Regions from separate parts of the Sus scrofa genome. Here region 2 is linked to region 1. A link is a contact called in public promoter capture Hi-C data. All regions are on one chromosome and are shown on one strand. The core of a region is the stretch at or near the end of the contact, and the rest is flanking DNA. Distances in the headings are between cores, read along the strand shown. Region 1 holds the start of NDUFB9 (NADH dehydrogenase [ubiquinone] 1 beta subcomplex subunit 9). Region 2 holds the start of ZHX1 (zinc fingers and homeoboxes protein 1).

Region 1 (7,032 bases), core at 3,824-6,323:
AAAAAAATAAAAATAAAACTGAACACTTGATTGTCCTTCTGACATCTGTTTTCCCCCCTCTCTTCCCTATCTCAGTAACACCACCACCAAACTCCAGATGTTGAAGCTTAAAACCTGGAACTCATTCTTGATTCTTCCTTGTCCTTCATCCCTAATAACCAATCATGCTTCCTATCTCTCCAAACAACATCCTGAATCTCCTTCCAATTCCACCGCATCCACTCTAGTGCTGGCTGCCATGATCTCTGAACTAAAACTACTGCAATAACCCCTTACCCTCTCCACTATATTCTTCAAACTACAGCAAGATCGAGCTTTTTAAAATATAAATCAGACATCATGAGTTGAAAAAAAAAATGCCCATAGCACTAGTGGCGAAAGTTAAGGGAATGTTGAGTAGAGCAAGGTAAGGAGGCCAAGGACTAGGGAGGGGAAGTGGGGGAGGCAAAATTAGAGAACAGAAAAGCCAAAAGACCAGGGAACACATTTTAATCTATTTTTAAGACAGGTGCAGATGTTCCATTTAACACACTTGAAAGTGAAAGTATATCTGAGAGGCAAGGGGCCAAAGTAACTGTCAGAGCTGGAACCTGGACCTCTGCACATGGGGAACAGAACCTCAGCTCCTTCTGGGTGTTGACCAAAGAAAAACATAGGCAAGACTCACCTCTCGCTCCCAGCTTTCTCTCCGAAGTCTCTTCCACTGCTCTCTCTTGGCAAAGTAATCAGGATACATGGCTTTCTCAGAAGGATGCCAGTCATCTAAGCACCACTCAGGAACCTGTCGGGAGAGGAAATCACAGCGTCATTCTACGGGACATTTACATGGCATGGGAAGGGTCTGCTCGTGAGATAGAAAACAAAAATCAAGGAGATTTTTTTTTTTTTTTTTGTCTTTTTGCCATTTCTTGGGCCACTCCCATGGCATATGGAGGTTCTCAGGCTAGGGGTCCAATCGGAGCTGTAGCCGCCGGCCTGTGCCAGAGCCACAGCAACACCAGATCTGACTGGGTCTGCAATCTACACCACAGCTCACGGCAACGCCGGATCCTTAACCCACTGAGCAAGGCCAGGGACCAAACCCTCAACCTCATGGTTCCTAGTTGGATTCCTTAACCACTGAGCCACGACAGGAACTCCCCCAAGGAGCATTTTTTAATTGGACTCTTTTGAACACTACGCAATGGTTAGCAGAGGACCGAGATAAAGGAGTATGCCTTAGAGTAAAACAGCCTAGGGTTGAAAACATACAGCAAGTCAGTCCAAAGAGAACCGGCACCATTCCCCCATCTGCGTTGTCCAGATATCCAGAGTGCTTTATGTTACTTGGACACCACTTAGAATTTCTTAGAAACACTGAGCACCAAATGAAACTGGTTAACTCTGAAGTCTGAAAAAGAATTATTTTCCAAGTCCTTTAGCCCTCTGCCAAAAAAGTATACTGCAAGACCTTGGAACTAAATTTGGAGAGAAAATTCTTTCTTTCTTTTTTTTTTTTTTTGGTCTTTTGTCTTTTTAGGGCCGCACCTGCGGCATAATGGAGGTTCCCAGGCTAGGGGTCAAATCGGAGCTGTAGCCGCCAGCCTACACCACAGCCACGCCAGATCCGAGTCGCGTCTGTGACCCACACCACAGTTCACGGCAATGCCGGATCCTCAACCCACTGAGTGAAGCCAGGGATTGAACCCGAAACCTCATGGTTCCCAGTCAGATTCGTTTCCGCTGCGCCAGGGCGGGAACTCCTGGAAAGAAAAGTCTTGATAGCACCTGGGAGAGAGCAAACTAACACATGAGAAAAAGGCTAACTGTCAGGAAAGGAATCTCCTAGCTGCCCCTAAAAGGGCAAGTGGTTTCCGCGGCTGAGGTTTGGGGCTCGAGACCCCTGTGGTGCTCACCCACCTTGTAACACTCGTATCTCTCGTAGGAGGTGCCCCCAGGAGACTCGGGGAAGATGTATGGCTGAGGGTGCTGACCGTACCAGAATTCCTCCTCGGCCTGCCTCAGCAGCTGGGTGGCCTTCACCATATCCTTTTCATTCTTGTGTTCATCAAATCGGGCTCTCATCAAACAAGCAAAGTACCGGTATTTGTCCCTTCAACCAGAATGATTGAGAGATTAGAAATGTTTTATCTACTCAATTGGGCAGTATTACCATCTGACAAGGGGCGGTACTTCCGCTAACGCCTTCCAGGTGAGTAGGGGAACTTCCCAGGCCCTGCCTATGGAGCAGCTGCATCATCACGACAGCTTCCTTGGCAGAGTCCCGAACACCAGCAGCAAAAGCTACTGTACTGTTGTCCTCTTAATGAATTTCCTCCTACCTTGTGCTGGGTGCTAAATTCTGGAGATACAAAGATGTCGAAGGCAGGGTAGAAACAATACTGCTGTAACAGACAAACCTGGGTTTGAATTCTGACCGACACCTTAGGCAAGTGTCAGTTTCTAGAAGAAACCACGGGCAGAGATCATTTCTGGGGTTTTGATAGTATTCCAGGCCTCAGATGACAACGGCCTAAAGCAGGCAATAGTGATGGATGGTGACAGGAGAGAAGCACTTAGACTACAAAGCTATTAGAGTGGGCTATCAGGTCAGATTGCTTAGGGCTAAATCTTAGCTCAGCAGTTACTTGCTGTGTAATCTAGGGTAAATTAAAGTAATTAGGCCATGGGTTCCTCCTCCTCCATGACCTTATCGATACCTTAGGGTTGCCCTAAAGACTTGAGAAGGTAAAACATATAAACACACTTCAGACAGTGCTTGGTACACCCCAGGGCCCAGTGTCAGCTACTAATATTATTATATTGGGAAGAGAATTTACAAAAACCACATCCAATTGTACGTGGCAAACAAGTATGTATGTCGTTGGCATAGTGGTTTAGTAGGGAGTTCTTGAAAATAATGCTAAGACTTAAAGCTGAATGATCACTAGGAATACCATTAGCTGAGCCAGGGAATTTGGGAGAAGAACCAAAATGAGGTAGTGAAAAGAGAACAGGTTCCGTTTCAGAGAACTGTAGGTAATTTAACAGCTGGAAATACAGCTCTAGCGACAAATGAGGCTAGGTGTAACAAAGTCCCAGTGTTAGATGGGTTACCCAAACTTTACATAGCAATAACCAAGGGACTAGGACGGACCCATGCAGAACAAACAGCACTTTGAGGGCAAATGGAAGAAAAAAAAAATCAATCAAGTACTGGAGAAAAGATTTTAATGAGACTTAAAGAAATGCTAAATTAGTTTTATCATAGTTACTACTTTATCCTTTCTTCTTAAGACTGAACTTTTTCTAAGATGTAGAAATTTTTTTTTTTTAAGGGCCACACCTGTGGCATGTGGAAGTTCCCAGGCTAGGGGTTGGATGGGAACTGGGACTGTCGGCCTATGCCACAGCCGCAGGAACGCTGAACCCTTTAACCCACTGAGAGAGGCCAGGGATCAAACCTGCATCCTCTTGGATACTAGTCGGGTTGGTAACCCACTGAGCCACAACAGGAACTCCCTCAGATTAAAATTCTTTTTTTTTTTTTTTTGTCTTTTTGCCATTTCTTGGGCCACCCCCGTGGCATATGGAGGTTCTCTGGCTAGGGGTCGAATTGGAGCTGTAGCCACTGGCATACTCCAGAGCCACAGCAAAGCAGGATCCAAGCCGAGTCTGTAACCTACACCACAGCTCACAGCAATGCTGGATCCTTAACCCACTGAGCAAGGCCAGGGATCGAACCCACAACTTCATGGTTCCTAGTCGGATTCGTTAACCACCGAGCCACGATGGGAACTCTATATGTAGAATTCTTGACGGCTCAACTTCCTTCCTTTTTATATAACTGATAATTCTCCATGTTATCTATTTGTTTATAGGTCCATCTTCCCCATTTATCCACTAGTTGCTACAGATGAGAAAGAAGCCTTATAGGCTTATTTATGCATCAGTCAGCATACACCTGGAATGCAAATTCTGTCAGATGAATGAATAAGGAGAAATTAGGGAAGTAATTAATCTTACAACCTTGAACCTGGCCATCTTCCTACTTAGCAAAGAGAAGTAGGTCAATGACTTTACAATAAGCCCATATATGCAATCAAGGATCCTTTCCACAACTCTTCCAGATGTACTCAGTTTCTCATTGTTTAGAGGTTTTTCTCAAAGGCCCTTCTTTGTGGGACAAGGTTTTAGGATTTGGCTAAGGGAGTGGAGGTCTGGCATTCACACATTTTGGGTTGTCACCCCACCATGCATTGCGTGTAGGTCACAAAAATCTGTATGTTTTATGAATATGTTCTATGACTAATCTTAGATGAAGAGAGAGAGATGATGAGAATTCATGCAATGTGAAGATAATAAAAAGGAATGGATGAAGCTAAAACAAGAAAAGCTGATGGGAAGGATAATGATGCTTTGTGGTTAAGACACCTGAGTTTTAATCCTGGCTGGCCACTTACCAGATTCAGGGCCTTGAACAAATTACTCTCTAGCTTCTCTCTCCTCATCTATAAAATAAGGCCAAATAATCCCTAACTCCCAGAGTTGTGAGGACAAGAGAAAATATGCATAGATTATTACTGCTAATATTAGGAACGAGAAGGTCATGAAGAAAACTATTACTTAGTGAACGCCGGAGGCACTTTCTTAATCGACATGCCACCCTCGACACTGGGTCCTGTGTCCATTTTCCTGATCAGAAAAGTGAGGCCTGGGCCAAATAAGCAATTCTTCAAGGTCTCGCGCACCTGCGGGCGACGAAGTCTGCATTCGAACCCGGGTCTACGCGGGGGCTCTGTGGGTCGAGACGTCGCCTTCCACCCCGTTCCCGAAGTCCTTGACACCTCTCTCCCCTCCCCCCGGGTCACTAGGGCCTTTCGGCCTCCGTGGAGGCCTCCGCCTCACCTCCCCGCGCCGTGGGTCCCCCTCTCTCACCTGTGGACGCACCACGACTCCAGGTGGCGCAGCGCCCGCTTATAAAGCCGCAGCACCTTCTGCTGGTGGGTCAGGTAGGCCGCCGGCGCCGAGAAAGCCATGACGGCCCGCTCACCTTCAGCGGCCGCGGGCGCTGCCGGAAAACGAGGGGTGGGGCTTCCCCGGAAGGGCGGGGCGAGCGGCGGCCACTTCCGCTTCCGCCGGGGAGGAGCCAGGGCTGCAGTCATGAGCCGGTTCAAGTTCGTGGGTAAGACTTTTCCTGGATCTTTGGCCTTGCAATCCTCAGGCGTCGCCCACCGCCGCCGGAGGGCCCAGGATGTGAGCTCTCCGGCTCTTTGCGGGTTGAAAGTGCACCCTATGGAAGAGGGCGCGGGGAGGTTTCTGGGTGCTAATAATGTTCAGGATCGCGGTTTGGGTGCTGGCTTCACGGGTGTGCTTATTTGTGGAAATTCACGAGCTGCATTATGATTTATGCTTTTCCCAGCATGCGTTGTATTGAATAAAAAGATAAAAGGAGGCAGAGCTACCAAAAAAACCCCAGAAGGCCAGTCCCTAGCTGACCCTCCATCCCTTCTGCACCTCCCGCCTTTTCCCGTCTCCGCGGTGGAGAGGAGGATAGCTTCGAGGCACCCGTTTATTCGCTAATTCGTGCGTTCATATCGCAGTTACTGAACGACCCTGGTTCGACCCTGGTTTGCCCGGCACCGGCCTAGGAATACAGGCCAGGTCCCTGCTCTGCTGTCATCCCCATCTGGTGGGGAAACTGACGGCATAAATAGCGGGAAGAGAAACAAGTTCTATTACCTGACAAGTACGGTAATCCATTCAGCATGGGTAGAACAAGAGAGGGAAAATGCGACAGAAACTAAAGGAATAAGCATACTTGTATCAGGCATTTACAAGTATGGGACAGTGTGAGAGCTAGGATTGGAAGGGTAACTTGGGACTCGAATGTCTTGATGAGGTTAATTTTACTGTGTATAGAGTAGAGCCTCGCTGAAGACTTTTCACCAGGAGCATTCATTAAGTAAATCATTGAGGGCCAGTACATATTGGGGGCCCTGGGCTATGGGATACAGCAGTGGGTAAAGCTGGGCATGATCCTTGTTTTTGTGAAGTTTCCAGCTACTTGAAGGTGGAAAATGACAGTGATCACATCTCTGCTTTAGTACAGTAATCCTGACAGCTGTTAGGTTTGGTGGGGCGTAGGGAGAGGCAGAGAAGCATTTCAGAGCTTGAACTACGACACCGGAAACGGGAGAGACAAAGAGAAGAGAGATACGTATGCAGCGTTTAGCAGCTGAGTGTTTATGTCAGATAAAGGAGAGAACAGAGATGATTCAGGGTTGGGATAAATAACCTAAATGTGAAATGGAAACGTAATGGGAGTGGCTGGGTGCTACAGCAAGATCCGTTTGGATTCGGTTAAGTTTCAGACTCTTATAGGACCTTTTGGGTAGAGATATTTACTGAGCAATTGGAAATGTCTGGCACTCAGGAGAGTGGTTAAGATTATAAATTTAGATCTGAGAGTTAATTTAAGTGACATTTTTTACAAAGACATTGTACTAAGTATGTGGAATTGTAAAAAGAATCTGGGGAGTTCTGCTGTGCTGCAGTGAGCTAAGAATCCAACTGTAGCAGCTCAGGTCGCTGCTGAGGCCAGGTTAGGCCCCCAGCCAGGTGCAGTGAGTTAAAGGATGCGGTTTTGCCGCAGCTGCAGCGTAGGTTGCAGCTGCAGCTTGAATTCAATCTCTTGCATATGCTGTGGGCGTGGCCACTTAAAAAAACAAAGAATCTCATGGTATAGTTAGTTTTCACACAGGAGGGTCTGTACAGTCAAAAGCAAGGGCAGGGAGAATGTGTTAAGTGCCACAAAAGAGTTTTTTTTTTTTTTTTGGTCTTTTTGCGTTTTCTAAGGCTGCTTCCCACTGCATATGGAGGTTCCCAGGCTAGGGGTCAAATCGGAGCTGTAGCTGCCGGCCTATGCCACAGCCACAGCAACGCAGGATCCGACCCGAGTCTGCAACCTCCACCACAGCTCACGGCAACGCCAGATCCTTAACCCACTGAGCAAGGCCAGGGATCGAACCTGCAACCTCATGGTTCCTAGTC
Region 2 (7,053 bases), core at 2,682-5,181, 990 kb after region 1:
TGAAGGCATTTTTCTAGATCAATATTTCTCAAAGTGAAGCCTACAGGTCACTCTCATAGGGTCATCAGCTGCCTGTCAAATGCAGATTCATGACCTCATCCCAGACCCACTGAGTGAGACCCTTCTGGGGAGCAAGGTGAGAGAATTTACATTTTATTTATTTATTTATTTTTGGCTGCACTCGTGGCATGCAGAAGTTCTGGGGCCAGGGGATCGGAACCCATGCCACAGCAGCGACCCAAGTCTCTGCAGTGAGAACATCAGATCTTTAACCTGCTGTCCTACAAGGGAACTCATGAGAATTAAAAAAAAAATTTTTTTTGTCTTCTGTCTTTTTGGGGCCACGCCTGTGGCATATGGAGAATCCCAGGCTAGGGGCTGAATCAGAACTGTAGCCACCGGCCAATGCCACAGCCACAGCAATGCCGAATCTGAGATACGTCTGTGACCAAAGCGAAGCTCATGGCAACACCGGATCCTTAACCCACTGAGCAAGGCCAGGGATCGAACCTGAGTCCCTCAGGGATACTAGTCGGGTTCATTAACCACTGAGCTATGACGGAAACTCTGAGAATTTACATTTTTTAAAAAAGTTTCCCAATACTTTTCATTCATATTAAAGTTCCTCTGATAAGACTTTAAAACATAGGGAAGCATTGTGTTTTCTCACTCTAGTATTGCTTTCTAGCTGGGTGATCCCATGGGGTTGCATCCTAAGATTTTAGGTCCAAAAAGGTGCATTTTTTGTTCAGAAGTACTGCTGACATAGCCCCTAACTTTATGGTGGAAATAGAGTACTCACCAATGAATGAACCAACCCAGATGACACCATGATTTTTTTTAAGTGTATCAACATATTATTACTTGAATAAATACTGGGAAATCAATTTTTCCTGTTTTTCTTGTTTTGTGTCTATAATCCTTAGTCCTTTATATACAGACTTATGCTAGATACAGAAATAGGGGAGGGTGGAGTGGGAGGGGCATTTATGAAAATATTAATTTTTTTTACTGTTGTTATCCATGGCATTATTATTTTCACAAAGCAGCCACTAAGAGGAATAGGAAATGACCTAAACTGACTTTGAAAGTTTGTTCAGTCTGGACTAGCTTTAAGCAGGAACATTTTTGTTCACCTTCTGAAATAGCCATTAGAATTGTGGGAGTATTTTACAAGGGCTAAATTCTCAAGTTCACTGATCTCTAGTTAAAAGTGTAAAGTATCTTAGTTTGATGTCTTTTTGGCCAATGTGTTTCATGGTCTCATGTTTTTAGAAGACTTTTTCACCAAAAGTAGAAAAAGGAAAAATAATAACAGAAGGAAACTACTTCAAAAAGTGGTATTGGAAGTCTATTCCTCTTCAGATGACACCAGGGCTTAGAACCTTTGATTCAAAGCTCTTTATTTCCTACAAATATATTTTTTTCACTGTTCCAAGGGTGGAAGAGGCTCTGAATAGCAAAAATTCTTTGCTTTTGAAAACCTGCTGGACAACTTCTCATCTCTAACAGTACTCAAGTTTTTCCATACCAGACTGTGTATGACAAATCACAAAACATATGCATAAAAAAAAAATCTAGACTCTTCTAATTGTGCCAATCCGTGGGTAAAAACTTACTTCTAGAGCCACACAGCTGTTGAAATCAGTCATATTTACAATTTTTACAAATGAGTTTATTTTAATAAAAACAAGTTACTCTGTGAACATGATCTCTAAACAGATTTATGTGGGCTGGCACAATCTGCTATGCTAAACATATATTCATATTGCTTAGGTCTGCAACCACTTTTTTTTTTTTTTGAGTAGTGATAACACTCTTGCTTTGTACAAGGATACCAAATAATTGGCAGCTATTCAGCTAAGGACACTGTTCTCAGCACTGAGCTATTGAAATTGTTTTCCTGGACAGAATTGCCCTCTGGACATGGCCCTAAAGTGGGAGGACTCTGAGCTGCTGGCATTGGGCAGTGAACCAGGCAGACAGCTTAAAGAGAAGAGGAGGTGACTATAAACTGATGCTAAAGAAGAGGAGGAGGATGGGTGGGAGAAAAGGAAAAAAAGGGAGGGAGGGAGGAAGAAAGGAAGGAAGGGAGAGATGAGAGAGGAAGAGAAAAGGAGAGAGAGAGGAAAGTGAGACTCATATTCATTAGTCCATACCCTTAAAAGGGTCTCTAGCTATCCTTGATCTTTCTGACTGCTCACCTTGCTTGATTTTTATTTTTTAAGGGCCGCACCTGCTGCATATGAAATTCCCAGGCTAGGGGTCCCATTAGAGCTACAGCTGCTGGTCTACCCACAGCCACAACAACTTGGGATAGGAATGCATCTGCGACCTACACCACAGCTCATAGCAACGTTGAATCCTTAACTCACTGAGACGAGGCCAGGATCGACCCCACATCCTCATGGATACTAGCCGGGTTGGTAATCCTTTGAGCCACAGTGGAAACTCCCCGGCTTGATGTTTTCATGCTCATGTTTTTTTGCTTGGTTACTAGACTGTAATCTCCTTGAAGACAGAAATATTGCCTGACTCAGCTTTGAATCTTCCACAGTACCTGGAATTCACTTATGCTCAAAAACCTAGTCGTTAAAGGCATGAACAAAAAAAGTGAATTTCTGTATCAGAAGCTTTTCCTTTCCTCAGAGATAAATCTTAGGCAGTTTTCAGTGGGCACAGTACTGCCCCCTAGGGGGCGTGCTGAAATTTTGTTGGGGCTGTTTTGGACTGTAATTATATTGGTGCCAGAGTTTTTCCATAGTGGAAAATGTATTTTATTAGTATTTTTGATATTAGTTTAATATTTTAGAATAAGTTACTTTCACTTATTTCACCTTTATGTTATCAGAACATTACAGTAGTTTCTTGTAGATAGTTTACATTATCAATGAATTTAATTCCAGGAGAGTTAAAGTGGTGTTAAAGTTTTGTTGTATACACAGAGTGTTGAGCATGGCAGGACTGAGCACCTATGTTTGCAAGATTAAGCTTTGCTTGCTTCTGCTTCCACAAGTTCTAGTATTCTAAGATAAAACAAACAAATAAAAGAAGCCGATGTGCACTGATTTCAACCATCAGGCTTTCACTTTAAGCAACTGCATGTTTTAGGATTAATGTGGCTCAGTGGAGCGCTGCTGTTAAAGCGCAGAGGGTCCATGCCCGGGGTGGGGGCGGGGAACGAACATCAAGGCGCCGGAAAGTTCCCACAGGTCCTGGCCGGAGATTCTGTGAAGAGTAGCCTGGAAGGTGATTTGTTTCCCTTTGCTTTGGTCTGTACTTTTTTCCTTGTAAAAAATGATGTGGGGAGGGGAGAAGGGACGAAGAGAAATGGGGAGGGTAGTTTTTCCCAAAGCCTGGGTCCTTAGCCGGCCTCCTTTGCAGGGCTGGTTCGCATTGAAGCTGTTCAGTATTTGACGACCACGGCTTGAAAAGAAAGCCCCCCACAAGAGTGACTCGTGAGGGGGAGAGGGAGGGCTTTCGGGGAGCAAAGGGTGGCTCCGTCTTGCCCCGCGGTTCAAAGTGAGGTTGGATCGAACTTTTGGTATCAGCGGGTGGAGGGACGGCTTTTGATGTTGGAGTTGGAGGCAAGAGGTGGCAGGGCAGCAGCTGACAGGGGGTGGAGCTTCGGGCTAGAATCCCGAAGGGTTTCAGAAAGACCCGACTTCTATTGACAGTAGGAGGGGCTCCCGACGAAAGGGGCGGGCTTGGACAGTACTGCCACCAAATGGGACTTATGACAAGGGGCGTTTCTCAGGATCCAGCGGTGACTTTAGGAAGAAGGAGCGCCCGGGGGCGGGGCCACAACTGACAGAAGGCGGGGCTGCCTTCTGGATTGACCTGAGTGAAGAAAAGGCTTCTACCGATAGCGGGCGGAGCTAACACCAGCAAGGGGCGTGGCCGCTTCGAGACTTGGAAAAGGCGGGGCTTCTGTTGACAGAGGGGCGGGGCGGCCCCCTACCTCTCGCCCTGCGCCAATCCGGGGGTGGAGGCCAGGGTCGAACCCCAGGGGAGAAGCAGGGTCTGCGAGTGGAAAGCGTGGCGCAGAGCGGGGTGGGGGCGCGCGGAGGGCGCGCGCGCGCGGGAGGGCCCCGCCTCGGCCGGCTCTTCCCCTCCCCCGCTCTCGCCCCGGGTCGGCCGCTGGGGCGCGCGCCTGGCCTAGCACCCCCACCCCAGACTTTACGTTCCACCGAGTCTGCGGATCTGCTGAAGCCGTGAGCCGGACCGCCGAGCGGTTCCGGGTGTAGGGTTCACAGGTCAGAGTTGACTCCTTGAAAAGTGCAGCCGGTTTGAAATGCAAGATGGCGGCGGCGGGGCGCTGAGAGGCGCGGCGGCCCCTGCAGGTAGCGGTGCGAGCGGGCTTCGCGACGAGCGGCCCCGGGCATCCGGGGCTGCGGGTAGGAACCCGCGGCGCAGAGCCCGCGGCCAGTGCGGCGGGCCGGGAAGGCGCGCGGCGCGCGGGCTGGTTGGACGAGGGCGGCCCGAGGGCAGAGACCCCGGGGGGCTGAGCGCGCTCCGCGCCGCGAGTGGCCAGGCTGACCGGCTCGGGGCTTCCGAGGGGGAGGGACCTGGCCTGCCTGGGCCGGATCGCCGACGGGGGACAGACCCTGAGCCTCTTTTGCGTTCTCGGGTCTCTGCGGCCGCGGAAGGGGCTGAGGGTGGGCTTGTACGGGGAAATCTCAGCACCCCTCTCCTCCCCCGCGGCTACGAGAGGACCGAGCAACTTGAGATTATTGAAGGGAGTGAGGACCGGGTCTCCCTTAGAAGGGGGGGGGCGGGGGCCGCAGGGACGGAGCGCACCAGCAATGTCGAGGGTCCCTGGGGAGGAGATCGGGAGCCGGGCCCTGCCCTGCGGGGGCGTGTGGCCTCGTGGGGACTCGGTCTCCCTGAGAGTCTGGGGAGTCATCTCTTGCTGGAGCTGAGCGCACTGGCATTGCGGTTGGAGCTCGGAGAAACCCGTCTGGGAAAGGCTGTACCTCCACTTCAGGAGAGGCTGGGCACCCATTTCGGGGCGAGTCTCAGAGTTGAGACCTTAAGAACTATATAAGGTTTTGAAGAAGCCCTGGAACTTTGGGAGAAGTTGATTCAAGAAAATGTAAATATTATCTGTCCCTTTAAGGAGGAAGATGAGGAGGCTGACTGGGGACCGCTCCAAGCCTTAGGGCCTAAAGGGAACGGTTTCCAGATCTTTCCGAGGAGTGAAGGGCTAGGAGGGAGCTGTGAGAGGAAGGGGGTCTCATGGTAGGAAAGAAGAGCCCTGGCTGATGCCCTTTCCGTGTGTGTGTTTACTCCAAAGTTCTAGGGAAAGGGACTTGAAATTCTTTGTTTCAATTCGACATCCCAGCTCTCCCCTCCGTGGGTAACAGCAAAGAAAATGCAAAACCCGGGAGAAAAAAAAGGTTCCCTTTGATATCCTTAGTTTAGGATCAAGCTCCCTGGCCCTGGGGTAGAAGAATTAGGAAGCGGGAAAGGGGATGGATAGAGGAGGGATGGGGGAAGAGACTGGGAAGAGCGGGAATTCCACAGCGCTTTTCTATCATTTCACCCCAGCTCTAAAGAAAAACGTGCGAAGAGGCTAATCTTTGCGGGGGGTGGGGGGAAATGTCAGGAAAGGTAACTGAGAATTTATAATGTGATTAGGTTGGGATTCCATGTAACTTGAAAGGAAGATGCAATTGTCTTGGAGAGTAAGAGGAGGGCAGAAAAGGGAAAATCACAAGATTGGGAAATAGAGTGGTTCACAGTTAGGGAGGAAGAAGCAGCTTTCTCCCAGGAATTGTGACTATTCACTGGGTTGGAGTGTATGTGTGTACATGACCTACATGAATTAACCTTAAGATTTGCTGATCTTGGTCCTTGTTTCTCAGCCTTTGTCTGGAAGCTTTAACTTGTGTTATATGGTGCTACGTGAATTATCCCTGCTTCTAAAAAATTATCCTGAAAAAGTCGTTTGTTTTTTATGCCAGCAGTGAGGATGAGCAGATTTGGTTTTAACAGGGATATTGGCCCTAGAATATCGATAGCTTTTTAAACAATTTCTTAAGTAGCAATTCTGACTCTTGATTTTTAAGCAAAAGAAATGTGAGAGCTGCCAAGAACAATAATGCTGTAACAGGATATAAAAGAAAAAAGGCTTTCGTGAATATTTTTCCCTCTTAGTTTTTCCCTCCGTACTCTAAGTGTTTTAGGGCTAAGCAGACTAATTTTGGGAAAAATAAGATGTAAAACTTTGGATCCTTTCAGTATAGAAATGGTAGCATTTTTATCAATGACTTTTGTGGAAGGATCTTTTCAAATGGTTTATTTAGTGATCAGATTAAAATAAGAAAAAAAGAAAGTGAGATTTGGGTAACCCATGACAGCTATGACTCATACAGATTTCTTGAACCATTCTAGTATTTTTAAAAAGAGCTTTAATGTCTTCAATAGAAATATTTTAAAAAACACATTTCAAGTATAAACTAGTTTAGAGCTGCTGTTTGGAACATTATTATTCATGTATGCTGTTCTTTGGTTTCCCCAAAGTGCACGTAGGTCTAGTTTTATATTCAATTCTGAACAGATTAGGCTGGGTGAACCAGAAAGGCATTGATGCCAGATGGTTTGAAAATATGCTAAGGCTGAAAACATAAAGTGCCTGTGCTGGTGAAAACTCATTAGTAGATGTCGCTCCCTTATAGTGAGCTGAGCTGATTATTTCACTGGATTGGAGAACAATTCATGAACGTTGTGGCAGTTGTTTCACCTTTAATGATACTTGTATTATAAGTTCTTTTTTCCATTAAGTATGAAAAAAAGTTTTACAGTTTATGAATGAACTTGATAGCATGGTGGGGTGGCTCATTTTGTTTCTATATTTCACATTGAGACTGAAAGGTGATGTTATGATGCACTATACATTTTCTTTCTTGCTACATGGGCACAAAAATGTGATATTTGGAACTTGGTTTGCTTTAAATTATCTCTTTATACTTAAATGGAATGCTCTTAAAATTGCTAAAATGATTACAAGTATAGCTGAGGAAATAACCTTTTTATGTGCATTGCAGCATT

What was found. Promoter capture Hi-C pulls out the DNA fragments that hold promoters and counts their contacts.
Region 2: a contact with region 1 is called in a promoter capture Hi-C map of liver, with 4 times the contacts expected there. The contact joins the promoter of ZHX1 here to the promoter of NDUFB9 in region 1. A contact is called at or near these places in 1 of 5 promoter capture datasets (liver) and 1 of 47 Hi-C or Micro-C datasets (liver).

The regions. Positions count from the first base shown.
Region 1 is chr4:15,108,208-15,115,239 of Sscrofa11.1, forward strand. It overlaps NDUFB9 (NADH dehydrogenase [ubiquinone] 1 beta subcomplex subunit 9), which reads right to left and starts at 5,074. Exons shown (of 4, transcript XM_013996497.1): 1 at 4,918-5,074; 2 at 1,900-2,092; 3 at 668-781. The coding sequence starts at 5,018. It overlaps TATDN1 (TatD DNase domain containing 1), which reads left to right and starts at 5,139. Exons shown (of 12, transcript NM_001244525.1): 1 at 5,139-5,164. The coding sequence starts at 5,143.
Region 2 is chr4:16,096,849-16,103,901 of Sscrofa11.1, forward strand. ZHX1 (zinc fingers and homeoboxes protein 1) reads left to right here and starts at 3,932. Exons shown (of 4, transcript XM_013996503.2): 1 at 3,932-4,343.